2 separate regions of the Mus musculus genome follow, and region 2 is linked to region 1. Evidence: chromatin contacts called from public targeted proximity ligation data. All regions are on one chromosome and are shown on one strand. The core of a region is the stretch at or near the end of the contact, and the rest is flanking DNA. Distances in the headings are between cores, read along the strand shown.

Evidence for each region.
Region 2: a targeted proximity ligation map of extraembryonic endoderm stem cells shows a contact between it and region 1, with 2.2 times the contacts expected there. A contact is called at or near these places in 2 of 39 promoter capture datasets (hippocampal neurons and liver), 4 of 130 datasets of targeted methods (embryonic stem cells, extraembryonic endoderm stem cells and pancreatic cancer cells) and 1 of 9 other capture datasets (embryonic stem cells).

The regions. Positions count from the first base shown.
Region 1 is chr19:38,024,018-38,026,717 of GRCm38.p6, forward strand. It overlaps Myof (myoferlin), which reads right to left. Exons shown (of 54, transcript NM_001302140.1): 2 at 325-380. Among named protein-coding and RNA genes, the nearest start is that of Gm52396, 9.7 kb to the left of the region's middle.
Region 2 is chr19:38,351,507-38,354,206 of GRCm38.p6, forward strand. It overlaps Gm33036 (a long non-coding RNA gene), which reads right to left. Exons shown (of 4, transcript XR_003952856.1): 4 at 733-1,290. Among named protein-coding and RNA genes, the nearest start is that of Gm32960, 4.2 kb to the left of the region's middle.

The DNA.
Region 1 (2,700 bases), core at 199-2,698:
GTGTGTGTGTGTGTGTGTGTGTATGTGTGTGTGTGTGTGTGTGTGTGTGTGTGTGTGTGTGTGTGTGGTGTGTGTGTGTGTGTGTGTGTGTGTGGTGTGTGGTGTGGGTGTGTGTGTGGGTGTGGTGTGGGTGTGTGTGTGGGTGTGGTGTGGGTGTGGGTGTGGTGTGTGTGTGTGTGTTTATGGGGGGAGGGGTCAGTGTAAAGAAGCTACATGATTTCCCTTCAGTAGAATATTACACAGCCATGAAAATACTTTTGAGTTGAATGATATGAGTGCATGCTCGTCTATAATTGTAAGAAGAAACAGTATCGATAAAATCACCTCATTCCAGACAGGGTTGAGTTCATTATCAACTTTCTTTGTTTTCTTTTTCTCATCTGCAAATAAAAAAAGAAAAGCAAGAGATTCAATCAACTAGAAGTCACTAAAGATCTTGTACCATCCATTTGATTCCCCTAAAAGCCGTTTCTCAGAGCCTCCTATGCCACTCATTTACCCCTTTGTCTGCCAGCTGCGGGGGACACCTGAGTCAGGTTTACAAAGGGAATACCATTTGGGTTCTCAAAACATTTCCTCCACCTCGAGATCTACAAGGGATAAGAATCCACCATCATGGTCGTGCTGTTCAGTTCCCCTCTCTCTCCCACAGGCTTCCAACTGGCATCTCTATCTTGCTGCTGAAAGAATTCAAGGGGACTGACCTTTGAGAGTCTGGGGTAGCCATTTTACAGATGTGTACACTGAGGGTACAACATGGGCAAATCGCTCACACGTGGCCTGATGGAAACCTGAGATTTCGACTCTGAAGCCCTCTTTGCTCCAAAGTTGGTAAGACAACACCACAGCTTAGCAGCTAAGCTGGGCTCCCTCTCAAAGCCTCATCCACACCCTCATCCAGAGAGGAGTTCTGCTAGCACCAGTGGAGAACGTGGGGGTTCCCTGCACTCCTGGACCATCTTGTGAGACCTAAGGTCTTTTTTCTCTGTGTCTGAGCCTGGACAGTCCATCTACCTAGAGGAGAAGATAGATGAGTGCAGCCAGTGCCCATGGCTTTCCTTCAGGTCCCTGTCCCTATCCTCCAATGGATACCAAAATAAGAGCTTGCCTCTGACGACTGTATGCATTGAAAGCACCACCTCATCCCTCGTCAGCAGTGTAATTTTTATTATTACTATTGTCACCTCCCCTTTACAGCCAAGGTGAATGGGGTTAAACGACGTAGTCAAAATCACCCAGTCAATGAGTGGAGGGGCTCCGGTGACAGTGCAGGCAGGGGCACATTGGCAGCCACACTTTGAGCCATGCCTGACCACTGCTCTGCTGCTGAGGAATGTGGGAGGTGGTGGGTTTTGTTCAACTGCTTGCCACATCTCTTCTTCTCCCAGAACACAGTCTGCTTGGGGGAGGACGGGGGGGGGGGGGGGGGGGGAGGAGAGACGGACGACTAACTACCTCATTCTTCCAAGACCTCAGCATAGCAACACTGTGAGTCATGACCCTCACTCTGCTAAGCATTAACTTTTCCACTGGAGTGGGCATCACATGATCCAGCTGGCTTTCTTTTGTAAGCTTCCCTCCTAGGGGAAGAGAAATAATGGGAGAAGTAACCGGCCGGCTCAGGCTAAGCCACCTCATAGCCATGGTCTTCTAAGGGAGATCTTTCACAAACTTTATGAATGCCTTCAATCCTCCACATAACAAATATTTTTAAAACTACCACGTGCCAGGCATGACACGTGAGAGAGCTGAACACTGAGAGAGATACATGATCACTTGCCTGTAAGAGCTCTTGGTCCTCAAGTGGTCTAGTGAGGGTGTGTCAAGAGGTACTTAACTAGAAAAGGGTGATTTTAGTTGCCATTGGAGGAATACAGAACATGCAAATTCGGGGGGAGGGGAAGAAAGGTGATGTCAAGTTTGGGTACTGGAAAAGACCTCACAGAGGAAGAAGAGGCAAAGTCAAGGTTGATTGACAAGGTGGAATTGAAGGACTGCTCTCTTGAAGAAGTGGCAAGGCCAGCTAGGGGGTGGGCATCAGTCACAGCACAGTTGCCTGGAGGCAAAGGGCCAAGAAAGGAGGTAAAAACTGTGTGGGACGGCTATGGCTAGACATGATGCAAAGCCTTGGATTCCACGCTAACCTTCATCTGGCTGGTACAAGCCAATGAAGGAACTAAGGTGTTAGAAGCCAGCCTGAAAGACTTTTCAGAAGTTAGTAATCTGCCAAGGAAAACCAAGCTACCCCAAAACATCGAACGTATGCTGCTGAGCACGTGACCAGGGCAGATGCTGAGAACAAAGGATGCCTGTGAAGCAGAACAGAAGGCCGGTGGCTGACCACAGCCCAGGTGGAGGCATTCACCTGGAACTTCAGTAGATTCCAGGCTGCTCACATGACACACATGCTGAAGGCGTCACCTTGGGGTGGGAGACAGGCTCCGTGAGAGCCAGGCATCGCTGGGCTTTTATTGTGTCCTTTCATGAACTCTATCCAAGATCACAGAGCTAGGAAGACGCCCTCTAGCCAGGCATAGTCTGATTCAAAGACCTTATATGTAACCCAGGCCCTCTCCTAACTTCCCAGCAAACCAGGAAAAAGGAAAGAATGAGCGCCAGCTCCTCCCCTTCTGGAGAAACTCAGCTGATCTCTTCCAAGGCGGAGGTTCTGATTTGTATCAAAAGGTAAATACATTGTAT
Region 2 (2,700 bases), core at 100-2,599, 330 kb after region 1:
GGAATGTGCCATCATGCCTGGATTCTCTTCTTTTTGTTGTTTTTATTTGAGATGGGAATCTTATGACTGGCCTGGAGTTTACTATATAGTTCAGGCTGGCCTGGACAGTGTAACGGTCCTCTGGTATCAACCTGTTCAACGCTGGAAGTGGATACATAAGTCCCACACTGGCTTTTTCTTCCATCCTTCCTTCTTTCCTTCCTTCCTTCCTTTCTTTCTGTTTGTTTTTTTCAGGACAGGGTTTCTTCGTGTAGCCCCAGCTGTCCTGGAACTCACTCTGTAGACCAGGCTGGTGTCAGACTCAGAGATCTGCCTGCTTCTGTCTCCCAAGTGCTGGGATTAAAGATTTACACCACCACTTCCAGTCATACCTGGCTTCTTGTCCCTCACCTTACCTATCATGTAGCCTCGCCCTCTCTCCGGTATTCAATAGGCATTTACTACAAAGGTAAACTAGCACTGTTTATCTTTATTAGCTTCCACACCCTCTACTTTCTTCTGTAAAGCAATTTAGTGCTTTTTGAACCTGTGTCTCTGAACTTGAAGTCCTAAAGCAGGCACCTTCCCCCCCACCCCCATACACAAGCAGGCACACACACACACCTACACACACACACACACACACACCCCTAAAGTTCTTTCATCGCCACGGTGCTTGGATTAATGAACATTTCTGAGTCTACTCCTTGGCTTTACAGTAAAGAGACAAAGTCTCGTATCACTCACTAATCATGAGATAAACACAAATGCACTTTATACATTGTAAACATGATAAAAAAAATGTAAAGCTAAGATTACTGCTTACCACAGGGAGATGGAAACATACGACAAAGTATATATCAAAATAGAACTTTAACCTAACCCCTGCTCAGGGAACCAACCCCATCTACAGCAAATAGCTTTCGAAGTCAGCCTATCCTACAACCCCTGATGGATTAGTTACTAATTCCACAAGTGAGCTTCTATCAGAGCTCCTCTATCTGCTGCCCGGCTTGCTCAGCCCTTGATAGTGACTGACACTCCCCAATCCTCTCAGCTACCTGCTTTCAGTTCTGTACTGATAGAGGAAATCAAATGTGTGCCCCAGCCAATCACATAGGATGCCTTACTTCATGGTAGCCAACTAAAGCTTCTGCATGCCAACAGAATCCATGAGGGACAGGCCCTTTTTCACTCTTTAAAGTTTTCATAACTCCTTGCAGTCCCCACCAGAGCGCAGTAGTGGCAGCTGGCTCTCTTGGGTTAGCAGATCAAAAGAAATAGCTTTTGCTTTCCTTTTCTGTCTGCTGCCTGGAAACAACAAGAAAACAAGAAAAAGACTAAGCATCCATAGACCAGAAAACAGATTTGCTTTTACATAACTGCAGTCTTGAGCTTAAATTTGAAGAAGGCTGGTGTGAGCAATGGCTCATTTTGTGATAGATGCTGACACCTAGTGGCCACAATTGGTAGTTAAAAGTATAATATGTTGCCGGGCATGGTGGCACACGCCTTTAATCCCAGCACTCAGGAGGCAGAGGCAGGGGGATTTCTGAGTTCGAGGCCAGCTTAGTCTACAAAGTGAGTTCCAGGACAGCCATTGATACACAGAGAAACCCTGTCTCGAAAAAACAAACAAACAAACAAACAAAATAAAAACAACAAGAACAAAAGTATAAGATGTTTTAGCCCAAAATAAAGAAAAGCTGTGATCCCGATGGTGGAGGGCTGGGAGTGGGTGCGGATCACAGCGGGGGGTGGGGGTGGGGCGGGTAAGAACATAGTCCTCAGGGAATGGAGGCCTACGGATGAGGACAGAGCTAAGGAAGGGAATCATGGATGGCTCCTGGAATGCCATTGGAGTTGACCCCAAACTCTGCCTTGTTAGTTTTAAGACTCCTGTCGCAGGATTGCTTATCTTGTTGTCCAAGTGTTTTTGCCTTCATGTGCACAGTACATTTCCCAACCACAGGTGCTCGGCTTTCAAGTCACCCCAGAGGGAAATGTTCCTTAATCACCATCGTTAGTATTGCCAGCAGCTTCAGGGTGCCAACTTCGTACTTCTGGGCTAAGTGCTTTGTAAGTAAGTAGACAGACTGGAGTCAGACGACAGTACACAAAATCTTGTCATTCATAAGTTGTTAATTTTGAGTAAGTGGCTTCATTTCTTTGTCTTTAAGGTGGAGAGGGCCATCATGTCTTTTTTTGTTGTTGTTGTTTTTCGAGACAGGATTTCTCTGTGTAGCCCTGGCTGTCCTGGAACTCACTTTGTAGACCAGGCTGGCCTCGAACTCAGAGATCCACCTGCCTCTACCTCCAGAGTGCTGGGATTAAAGGCGTGCGCCACCACGCCCGGCTTCACAAGCATTTTTGAGAGAGTTTAGATAATCCACATATGTAAAGTGCTCAGAACAGTAGCTAGGGTACCCTAAATGCCAAACAATTACTAATGACATTACCTACATTTATCTTTACAACACTTTGAAGTAAATATTATATCTCTTATACTAGGCAAGAGTAAGAAACGTTTTCAGCTTTGGGCAACAGAAAAACATGACTAACAGTGGCTCCTGGTTTTGCTTCCTCTCTCAGATAATGAGCAAGCAAGGGGTCGAGGTAAGTGGCTGCTGGCACTGGGTCCTGGCTCAGAGATGTCAGAGCCAGCGCCTCAGAACTTTCTAGGGCTTTCCTTCAAGGTGGTATTGTTCCAGTTCCAAATAT